3 separate regions of the Mus musculus genome follow, and regions 1 and 2 are each linked to region 3. The links are chromatin contacts, called in public Hi-C maps. All regions are on one chromosome and are shown on one strand. The core of a region is the stretch at or near the end of the contact, and the rest is flanking DNA. Distances in the headings are between cores, read along the strand shown. Region 1 has its middle 12 kb from the start of Gm34930. Region 2 has its middle 4.7 kb from the start of Gm34992. Region 3 overlaps Gm28722 (a long non-coding RNA gene).

Region 1 (3,698 bases), core at 183-2,682, 230 kb before region 3:
CTATTCTTAACAGTAGCAAAATTACAGTTATGAAGCAGCGACAAAGTGATTTTATGATTGGGGGTCAGCACAATGTGAGGAATTGTATTATAGGGTCGCAGCACTAGGAAGGCAGAGAAGCACTGCTCTAGATCAAAGGTGTCTGAAGACGATGTCAGACAGTGGAGAGAGACCTGAAGGAGACTTGAGGCCCCGAGTTAGGCACTGTCACTTGGGTCCAGGTATGTGACCTAATTCCGATTTGTTTTTTTTTGAACATGTGTGGGAACTTAGCTTCCCTTCACCAAGGGGCCTAAGAACTGATAAAGAATGATATTAGACGTGCTTAAATTTTCTTTTCCGACATGTGGCACATCAAGGAGGACCTCCACAGGAAAGCCGGGGCTTCCTAAGCCCCAAGAGAGGGCAAATGGCTTGTTACTGAGTTTAATTAGCCAACAGGCATCCTATCCTCCCCAAGGGCTTTATTTAAAATGTTGGAAGAAGGATCTGATGATATAAAACCCCATGAAAATGCTGTGCCTGCAACATCTCCAGGACGCATCTCTGTGGCTCATCTGGGAAGCTTTTAAAACACCCAGAAATGCATGAACTCTTAATAGGAACATGGAGCCGTTGAAGGGCACAGTGACCTCTACTAACTGAGCCATGGAATAGCCCGCTGAAAACAGCCAAAGCCTGAAGGGCTGAGCTTGTGCCCCAGCGTGGCTCCCAACTTTTACGAAACCGGGAGCCTTCTCTTTTGAGTCTCTATGTGCAGTGAAGAGACTATGATGATTTTGGATCCATCCTTGGCCAAGTTAAGCTTCAGGCACTATCTCTTCCCCCAAAGCACAGAGCTTCAAACTGGCCTGGATTTCCCTCCAGTCACAATGTGCATCATGTCCAAGCCGGCAGCAGAAGGTGCCTGCGGCAATTGAAATGAAAATTGACTATAGAAATCAGTTTCTATTTTCACAAAGCCCTTGTCTTGCAAAAGTGCCAATCATACTGGATTAGTGGCCACCTTACTTCAGTGATTTTAATCACATTGGTAAGATTTATTTTCTTAAATGAGGTCATAGTCTGAGGCATTAGGGACCAGGGATGGAGAGCTTAATGTATTGTTTTTGTGGGGAAGAGACGCAAGACACGCCATGAATTCCCCTCTAACAATCTATTCTATGCATGCCCTGAAGTGTAACGTCTGATCTCTTTATGATGCTCACTCACTCTGGGCACAGGGCTTATTTGGGTTACAGGAACTTTCAGGGGAAATGGGAGGTGCAGAGCCACAAGCAAATTGAAGGTTAGGCCCACAGCGTGTGGATTTGGGGAGAACATTATTCAGTCTGTCCTGGAAGCATTTGGACACTCAGGGACTGTGGAAGGAGGAAGTCAGGACAGGGCACTCTGTCACGTCTCAGCGGTGTGACTTTGACCACGTTCTTGGGCCAGTCTGGTTTGCTGAAAGGTCCTTCCATTGACCTCACAGGCCGAGTAAGGAGAAGGGAGACATAGTTTTGTGATTAGTCAGGTGCCCCGCCCATGGAAAAACATTGCCACATGCCTTGCGTCACTTTTGAATGTGAACTTAGATGACGGCAATGTGGAAATGGGGTGAAATCAGCAGAAAAACAGATTTGTTGCTGCAATAACATTTCTTTCAAGAGAACCTGGTCCCTAGAGGTGGGCCTCCTTGCTGACATTTGAATACCTCCACATTTCCAATGCACGGCGTTCTTTTTCCCTGCGTGACTAGAAGCTTAAAACATCACTCGCTAATGAACCCCAGATGGTAGATCTGGACTGCCTGGCCCATAAGCCTGTCCTGGATGCCCCTTAGCTTGCTTCAGTGATACAGTGCCTGGGCAGACAATCCTGCAACTGAACAGGAGAGAGAAACCTGGGGTTTGACCATCCTCTCCTGAAGCCCTCGTGGCTGCTGGGAGATGCCACTGACATGCTCTGGTTTTGATGCCATGGGCAAATCTAGCAGAAATGATTGATAGGCCTCTGAGAAACCAGTACCTCTGGGGCTGTGCTATATCTCTTTCCTTACTTGCTTTATACCCCGCTTTCTAGAGATACCTAAGGATGTAATGTTCCCATTCCTTACTCCTTCCTGTGAGGAAAGCTCCATGACTGGAATGCGTAATTCCATCATGTTATGATATACTTTTATGAGTTGTGCATAATAAGAGCATCTAGCCTCCTGGAAATATGGCAGAGGCTGTGCATAGAGCAGAAATCTACAGTGTCAGCATGATGATTGATGGGGATCCCAAGCAAAGGCATAGGCTCCAGGTCAGGGTCAGCGCTTTAGGACGGTCCCCTGAGGAGACCCTCCTCTGTAAAAAAGGTAGATGGTAGTAGCTTAACAGGGGTGGGGTGGGGGTGGGGGTGCAGTGCTGTGTGTGTTATATTTCTGTTGCTGTGACAAAACAGCACAAACACACGCAACTGGCATTCAAAGGAAGGGGGTTTATTTTATTGATTGATTGGTTGATTGATTGATTGATTGATTGATAGTTCCAGGCAGAGAGTCCACCATGGAAAGCTTGGCAGCACCTGGTCAGAACAGGAAGATCAGAGATTTCATGTTTCCATCCACTGGCAGATCACAGAAGATCAAACAGGAAGTGGGGAGAGGTTATGAACTATCAAAGCCCGCCCCCCAGTAACATACTTCCTTTAGCAAGGCTGTATCTTTCCACAACTCCCCACCAACATCACCACCAACTAGGGACCAAATAATGTTCAAGTACATGCGCCTATAGGGGACGTTTCTCACTCAAACCATTACAACTGTTTAGAGAAATAATGTTTTCATTGGATGGAATTAAGTGCAAACAAAAGCTGAAGCGTCGAAGCTGCCCTGGCTAAGGTGGAGGCTGGGGAAATGGACAATCCTATTGTCCCTGCCTCTACCCAAGGAGTCCCACGTCATTGCTATAAAGCAGAGTATAAAAGCGTTGAGCTGGTTTATCTTGAAGACCCAGTTATCAGCATCAACAATTGTGGTTTTTTACTCTGTCACTCAACAGCTCTCTCTTCTCATTGATACTTCTTCATGAAAAAAATCACCTGGTTAGTACTCTTCTAAAACACAGGAGAATAATAAAATTGCATTGTTCATTCATGACACATGCCGTCTTTTGCCACTGTACTGGCTAGTTTTGTGCCAACTTGACACAGCTGGAGTTATCACAGAGAAAGGAGCTTCAGTTGAGGAAATGCCTCCATGAGATCCAACTCTAAAGGCATTTTCTCAATTAGTGATCAAGGGGGAAAGGCCCCTTGTGGGTGTTGCCATCCCTGGGCTGGTAGTCTTGGGTTCTATAAGAGAGCAGGCTGAGCAAGCCAGGGGAGGCAAGCCAGTAAGGAACATCCCTCCATGGCCTCTGCATCAGCTCCTGCTTCCTGACCTGCTTGAGTTCCAGTCCTGACTTCCTTGGTGATGAACAGCAGCATGGAAGTCTAAGCCGAATAAACCCTTTCCTCCCCAAGTTGCTTCTTGGTCATGATATTTGTGCAGGAATAGAAACCCTGACTAAGACAGCCACTTTCCGGGGTCAAGCAGAGTTCATGTCCTACTGTGACCTACTTACAGAAACCTTTGTTACTCATTTTCTGTAGTGACACCAGGAGTATTTTGTAACCCAGCCACAGAATCTCTCCCCTGTTTTTGTTTTTGTTTTTTTAATTACTCAATGGGG
Region 2 (3,696 bases), core at 376-2,875, 140 kb before region 3:
GAAAGGTATCAAATAATTTGGCTTGCTAATACCTAAAATTACAGATGCTGTTGCTTCTGCCCATGTCCCCCACCTCTGACCACCTCTCACCCCAAACTCTGAACTGAACTTTGTAACTTTAATTTTTTCAAAAAACTATTTTTAATGATGGTTCTTAAATGTTTGTTTGTTTGTTTGTTTGTTTGTTTTTGAGACAGGGTTTCTCTGTATAGCCCTGGCTGTCCTGGAACTCACTTTGTAGACCAGGCTGGCCTCAAACTCAGAAATTCGCCTGCCTCTACCTCCCAAGGGTTCTTAAACTCTTTAACCTCCCTTTTAGCCCACCACCCACCAGAGGTAGTGGAAAAGAAAGGACACAGGGGAAATGGACCTGTTTAGAAATGGTTCTTTGGAGCAATTCCCATCAGCAATTCAGTTCACAGGAGTCAGCAGTGATAGCTGGATCCACTCGTAAACACTTCACAGAAATATCAGCAGTCCAGTTCAGTAGTGTCAGGATAGCAGCAGCAGTGGTAGGACCTTGGAGAGACAACCAGGCCTCAGCCTTGGCAAGAGTCAGTAGGAGAGACCAGCAGGAATGCCAGAAGTTCTGGCTGTGTCTCTCACAGTGAAACCAAAATCAGTGAAAACCGGAGACCAACAAGAGTTGCACAGCTCGCTCTACAGGCAAGCCAAGCTCAGTCTCTGTCACTGTCCATCGAGTCCTTTTTATACCCTCTAAATATCACACGTCCTCCACGGAGCTTGCCTCAGCCCCCATCTAGCTAAAGGATTCCTGGAGAACTGTTGGTCTTCAGTTTACCTTGAAGATGTTGGTTCTAATATTGATGAAGGAATGCATCAGCAATAAAACAGATGAACTTGCCAGCAAGAGTGAAGGCAAGCAGGCAGAGCAAAGGTACCTCTACCATTTAGGGTGGGTCTTTCCATTTCAAATAATCTGATCAAGAAACTCCCTGGAAGGAATGCCCAGTGGTGTCCTTTGTTAGTTAATTCTAGAGCCGGCCAGGTCAAGATTAGCCATCACTCCTGTGCTTAAATGACTGTTGTGCCCCTGCCCCAGCTTTCCGCTCTCTTCCTGCTTACTCTCATAGCCCCAGAAGTGCTGGTGGGGTTCACCAGACAGTCTGATGTCTGTTCTGAATGCCTCCCTCGGGATACAGAGGTGAGCAGAGCCCAGGCCCCAACTCATTACGTTCTACAATGTGGTGTCTCAGTGAGAATGTCTTCTTCTCTGCTTCCCCTTCATGTGGCTCTTCGCTGAATGTAAGTAGAGATTCAGTCAGGAGCCAGTGTCCTTTTCAGGCCATTGTTAGAGAAAGACTATGGAATAGGTCATCTCCAAAGCATTTCATGATCTAGTACGAATTGGATCATTTGATACACATGGCTAATCGTGTTATTCACTTTGAGATAATGGGAAATTTAGCAGCTTACAGAATCTTGGTGTGCCTCCAGACAGGTCTTGGAGCTGTAGGCATAGATGGGCCAATGTATTTGAGAAGGAGCTCCAGCCAGGGAGCTCTAACACAAAGCCTGCCCTTGCACCCAAAGACCTGCCAAGTGGGAGGCAGAGGAGAGGGGAGAGCCGCCAGCTAGGAGACATGAGAAGCAGGTCAGCTCAGTGTCGGCCCATGGTACTGACATGAAGGTGCAGAAACAACTCAGTCATGCCTACTCTTCTTCCAGCATGACCTCAGCCCAGAGAATGCACGCAACTTTGTGCTGTAAACACAGATGAAGGAACAGTGTGGGGTCCACATGACAAGGTGGTAGATCAGAAGTTCAAGGACAGCAGAGTCATCTCCTCTGCTTTAGCAGAGAATGAGCTTCCTGTAGGAAGTGGAAGAATGGGAGCCTCTCTCCTGTTCTGTTTTGCACGAGTGTGTGGCCTCGAGTGTGACTTTATCAGCATTCAGTCAACCAAGAAGCTGTTCCTGGTGGCTTTGACAAGTACATCACAGACCAGCAGAAAAGAGGCTCTGTTGTAGGGTGGGTGTCTCCAGAGGTTAATAAGACAGAATCAAGACAGAAAGAGGAAGAACAGAGCATGCACCCTGGCATGGGTATATCATACAGTTGGAATGAGCTTTGAATTTGTGTCTGAGCGTTCCAGAAGGGAGAGGGGAGAAATGCAAGACACAGCCCCTGTTGTGGTTTCTATAGTCAGAGAGGAGGAAGTACTTAAGTTCCTCAGGTTAAGGGTGTTTTCTGGCAGTGAGTTATTAAAATAAAAACATACGTGGATGTCCCCTGTGGGGGCACTGGGCAACATAATGAGGAGGGGCTCGGATAACATTTCCTATAGAAATATGAAAGCTGTTCTCCTAGGACAGTCTCTTGCAGTAAACCTCGACCAAAGCCCAGGGTGACCGTGTGAATGTGTGATGCTGTAAACAAGATCCTGGCTAAGGTCAAGGTCTTTGTGGTCTGAGTGTGCTACCGCTGATGCTCTAGCATGTTCAGTTCAGTTCAAGCCAAGAAACACTAACCATTGCTTTCCTTCTCCCCTGGCCTGGGCTTGCTTGCCTTAGAAGGAGCTTCAGCCACGAAGCTCTCACCAAAGCCTGCCTTCTCACCCAGTGACCTGCAGAGTGGGAGAGGAGACAGAACTCAAGAAGGAAGCCACATGGGAGCCATTCAGCCCTGTTTCAGCCTCTGGGACTGAGGAGAAGACAACTCGGCCTGCCATGAATGGCTCCAAGTAGCTTGCCTCCCAAGATGTAGGACTCCAGAGGAATGCAGAAAGGACTCAGCTGCCATTCCATGGCTGGGGAGTGTGGTCAGTTTGGAAGCTGCTATCTTGGATATGGAGGAAGCCATTGCAGTCAAAATCTGAGATTTGGCACTGGTCTTTAGGGAGACCTCAGACTTCAGTGTAGCAGAGCCAATAACACACAACTTGGACCTAAAACATTTTCAGGCTGAGTGTTACCATTTGTCATTAGGGATCCAGGAAAGCCTTAGAGAGTCTTTCTCCTATGTGTCAGGACAGCCATGGATACAGAGTTCCCACTAGATGCTGGAGCTGATAACTGATTTGTTCTCAGCCTTGTAGAGCAGTGACTGGAGTTTTGGAGGTCACCGGCAACGATGATGGCTTTGGGTTTAACAGGATTCAACTTGAACTCTTCCTCCTGGCTGTGGTTGGATCATTCGAGGTCATTCCCAGTTCATGACAATAAAGCTGTGTCATCAGCAGAAATAAGATTTATTTTTCCCACTATTCTGCAGGGGGACAAGACTGTAGCTTTAAGAATCCTGTTAGAGTCTTAAAGATCAAAATCACGGCTCAGGAGGAGAGAACAAAACCCAGTGAAGCACAGTGTCATGGCCGTGAGTGTGATCTTTACTCAACTGAGCCACGGTGTGTGTGTGTGTGTGTGTGTGTGTGTGTGTATGTGTGTGTGTGTGTGTGTGAGAGAGAGAGAGAGAGAGAGAGAGAGAGAGAGAGAACATTTACATGAACATACATTCAGAGGCCAGAAATTAACATCACGTGTCTTCTTCAGTGATCTTCAGAGATTTGTTTGAAATTTTTAAAAACCTTATTTATTTCATGTATATGGTCTTCTGCTTGAATGTATGTTTGTTTACTACATGCATGCCTGGTCCCTACAGAGGGGGAGAGAGAAGAGGACAGTGGAGCCCCTGGTACTAGAGTTGCAGACAGCCTTAAGCTGACACTTGAACCCA
Region 3 (3,429 bases), core at 896-3,395:
TCCACCAGCATCTAGTTGTGCCCTCAAACCCGAATCAAGGGCATTGGCTCTGATATGCGACCCCACACATGTTTGATCCCAGTTAGGTCTTTTCTCTACACTGTTCTCACATGGCTCCCTGATCCTCTGTGGGATTCTAGTCAAATCTGTGATTGCCTCGAACACACATTGCTTTAAAAAAAATGTAGCAAGCAAGAAGAAGCCCTCAGCTTTGCTTGGGCAGGAAACCAGTTCTCAATGCCCGATGGTGTCACGAGCTCTGTTCCCACTGTGATTCACTGCTGGGCCTCTGTACTCTCAGCAGGTCTCCCAGGCTCACCCCAGTCATTGTAGTTGTCATCATCATCATCATTGTCATAGTCATAATCATCATCGTGTTTGTATTTGAAAAGCAGGGACTAACTCCTCACAGACAGGACATGATGCCTCTCAGAAGCCTGGCCTCCCCTTTCCTGTATGCAGGACAACAGATGAGCCCAGCTCTCTGTGGAGTTGAGTCATCCACCTCACTTTTCTCTGTTCATGGGTCATAAGCCCCCAGATTAGATCCCCCCTCAATGTTTTGCTCAGTTCTGGCAAGCACTCAACATAATTGTTATGGGTACAAAGTTATTTGGATATGTGCTATTTCCTTCTCCTCCTTTTTCCATATGCATATCTAATCTGTTAAACACAGCCTTGGTTAGCATATTCATCAGATATGTTAAAGTGTCTTTTAAAAAATAAGTTGCACACGCTGCATCCTGGGTCACCTCATTTCTTCACAGGCCTGGGTGGAAGGTTCAGAGTTCTAGCTCCTGTAAACCATAGGAAATGCTGCTCTCAAGGGGGCAGGGAGTGAAACAGGTCAAAAGCTTCCCGGATTGGCCTGAGCATCCCTTGCTCAGGGCATCCCTGGCTGTCCTTCTGCTGGGTTGACTGAGGACCAATATCCATCCTTAGCCTCCGGGGTCCTTCTCCGGGGCCCGTGGACATGGTGTCTGTGGATCAACTGATCATGCTCAAAAGAGAAGCCACAGGAGTTATTTAGTTGAACAAGGCAACAAACAGTAAATGGGTCTTATTTCCCTATACCCAAACTAATCCTTTAAGTGGTACAAGTCAGGCACGGCCCACACAGCTCTGGAACACAAACATGTCAAGGTCTTCTTGCTAGAATCTGGTGCTGTTATCCGTACTGAAGATGGGATCCGTACTTGGATCACCTCCTGATTTTTAAGCTCCACTCTTGGGCTCTGTGTCTATTCCTACTCCCCCTTCCACTCCAGTCTCTTTCTGGATTGTTCTTTGCCTTTCTCCCTGGCTTCTCCATCTGTTCCCACCCTCTTATGAAGACTGATTTTGAGAGATGGATGGTTAGTGTCTGCCTGTCATCAGTGACTTTGGACAGACCTGGAAGCCACTCTAGAGCCACAAGGAAGACTGTGTGGTCTCTGCAGTAACCTTACTAAGGCAAGCACAAAAGCCTCAAAACACTCAGTGGGGTAGGGGTGAAGACATAACAGGTGCACGTGCACATGAAAATCCACTCGGCATCAGTCTGAGCGGCCTGAGAGAGTGAGAACTTTCTGCTCATTATTTCAAAATGATGTATTGTTTGCAACACACTGGCTTCAATTTGTTCTCTGTAAACCTCGTTTTGGCAATGTGAGTTTGTCTTGCCTTGTAAAGTTCCTGTCTCTATAACCACAGGGAAACTTAGAATAAACAGAACTCGTGTCTTCGCTCCATGCAGAAGAAGATACAGTCCACACAGATGCTCTAACCTACAGCCCCATCACCCTCAGAATCTGCTCAGCTAGATGAATCGATGAAGAAAACCTGAGCGCTGGGCAGCTTGGAGCTCTCAGCCCTGGACAGGAAGTTTAGTGACTCTTTTCCCAGGCCACAGCCAGCTGCTCAGAACACATAAATTGACTGGTGGTTTGGGGTTACATAGACGGTCTTGAAAATTGGATTCAGTTTGTGCAATGGACCACATGGCCATTTCGCCGCTCTTGCCCTCTCCACAATACCCCCTTTTCTCCGCATTCTTCACACCATTGGAAATGGGCGGGTGTGAAGGCCAGAGTATGAGTGTGGGCCTCAAGCAGCCATGGACTGGGACCAGCTGGGAGATTTTCCAGGGTTGTGATCTGGGCAAGGCACACACCCTAGGAGCAAACTGGAGACAGCGTCTGTCCTGACCCCACGGGGTCATGGGGAAGAGCAGAGTGCAGGCTCGCTAGAGATGCAGAGGACATTGAAAGTCCACACATTTTCATTTCTTCCCCTTTCTACACCACAAATCTGCCAGAAGTCTTAGTTCTGCATCTTGCTCCTGTCACTGAGCAGGGCAGTTCTGCATGTGTGCCACTGACTGGGAGGCCAATTTAGCAGGTGTATGGGTTACCTGACTTTGTAGACAGAAAGCAACCCCCAAAATTTCATGTGCATGCTCCCAGAAGGAAGTATTCAGGGCACTGCCAACAAGTGGGGGATGCCTTCTAAACTGCTTTTATGGGCATTGGGAAGGGTAACCTCAGATGTCCACAGAGGCCTGGTGTGTCAGACCCCCATTAGTACTAAACTTGGATCACCTAGAAGACCAGGGCATGCTCGTAACCACTGAGCCATCCCTCCAGTCCCTTCTGCCAGCACCTAAAACAGCCATGAATGTTGGTGCCTCCTCCTTTATTTACCCTCATGGTGTCCTCCTCTATCGCCTAGATTCTAAAGTTACAAGAAGAACACCTAGAATACAAGCCACATCTAACAACTGTCAGTTGAATCAACCACTTGGCAAATCCTGGCATGTTCCACCCAGTTTCAGAACAGAGCGAGTGTCTTACGCTACTGAAGGACATCTGTAGTGTGCAGCCTGTGTTTTGTGACACATAAGTTGGGTCACAAGGCTGAGGTCTAGCCTGGAGTACAGCCCAGGATCCAGGCTATGTTATCTGCTATTGTTGTGTAATGAAAACACAGCTTCCCCAGGACTCCTCTTGTTAACCACATCCCTCTGAATGAGTCTTTGCCTTGGAAAAATCCTCTCCAGACAGATTTGATGAAAAGCAACAAGAATTGAGGTCATGACATAGCATCTCTCATACTGGTCTGGCAAAGGCATTCTGGTACTCTCCTATGTCCAATGAGTCTAAGTCCCCTCCTGCAACTCTTCCCATCCATACTCCAGTGGCCTCACCCACAGTGCGAGGGACCACCCTGCCTCAGTCTGTGGGTGAACCTGGGTGAGGGCTGGGATTCCCAGCAGTAGGCAGAAGCCCCAAAAGATGAGACCCTAGAAAATAAGAGAGAAGTTTAGAGGCTCTTCTTACTTTCTTTATCTGGGGTTGGTGAGGTTGACCACACAGTGAGCAACAAACCTGTATCCTATATCCAGATCATGGGCTGTTCTGGGAAAACTAAGCATGTTTGAAGCCAGTTACA

The links. A called contact is a pair of places that touch in the nucleus more often than the background predicts.
Region 1: a contact with region 3 is called in a Hi-C map of muscle stem cells, with 1.9 times the contacts expected there. The contact joins two enhancer-like sites. A contact is called at or near these places in 1 of 484 Hi-C or Micro-C datasets (muscle stem cells) and 3 of 115 datasets of contacts at active chromatin or transcription factors (VIP interneurons, embryonic basal ganglia and embryonic fibroblasts).
Region 2: a Hi-C map of muscle stem cells shows a contact between it and region 3, with 1.8 times the contacts expected there. The contact joins two enhancer-like sites. A contact is called at or near these places in 2 of 484 Hi-C or Micro-C datasets (muscle stem cells and uterus) and 2 of 115 datasets of contacts at active chromatin or transcription factors (differentiating embryonic stem cells and oligodendrocyte precursor cells).

The regions. Positions count from the first base shown.
Region 1 is chr1:90,233,254-90,236,951 of GRCm38.p6, forward strand. No RefSeq gene overlaps it. Among named protein-coding and RNA genes, the nearest start is that of Gm34930, 12 kb to the right of the region's middle. Within about 2 kb of position 1,433, at least 70 of the 459 cell types and tissues checked have an H3K27ac peak or open chromatin away from gene starts, as enhancers often do. A contact at or near this core is called in muscle stem cells, where this site is marked.
Region 2 is chr1:90,331,141-90,334,836 of GRCm38.p6, forward strand. No RefSeq gene overlaps it. Among named protein-coding and RNA genes, the nearest start is that of Gm34992, 4.7 kb to the right of the region's middle. Within about 2 kb of position 1,626, at least 5 of the 459 cell types and tissues checked have an H3K27ac peak or open chromatin away from gene starts, as enhancers often do. A contact at or near this core is called in muscle stem cells, where this site is marked.
Region 3 is chr1:90,465,821-90,469,249 of GRCm38.p6, forward strand. All of the region lies in intron 1 of Gm28722 (a long non-coding RNA gene), which reads right to left. Among named protein-coding and RNA genes, the nearest start is that of Gm28722, 36 kb to the right of the region's middle. Within about 2 kb of position 2,146, at least 4 of the 459 cell types and tissues checked have an H3K27ac peak or open chromatin away from gene starts, as enhancers often do. A contact at or near this core is called in muscle stem cells, where this site is marked.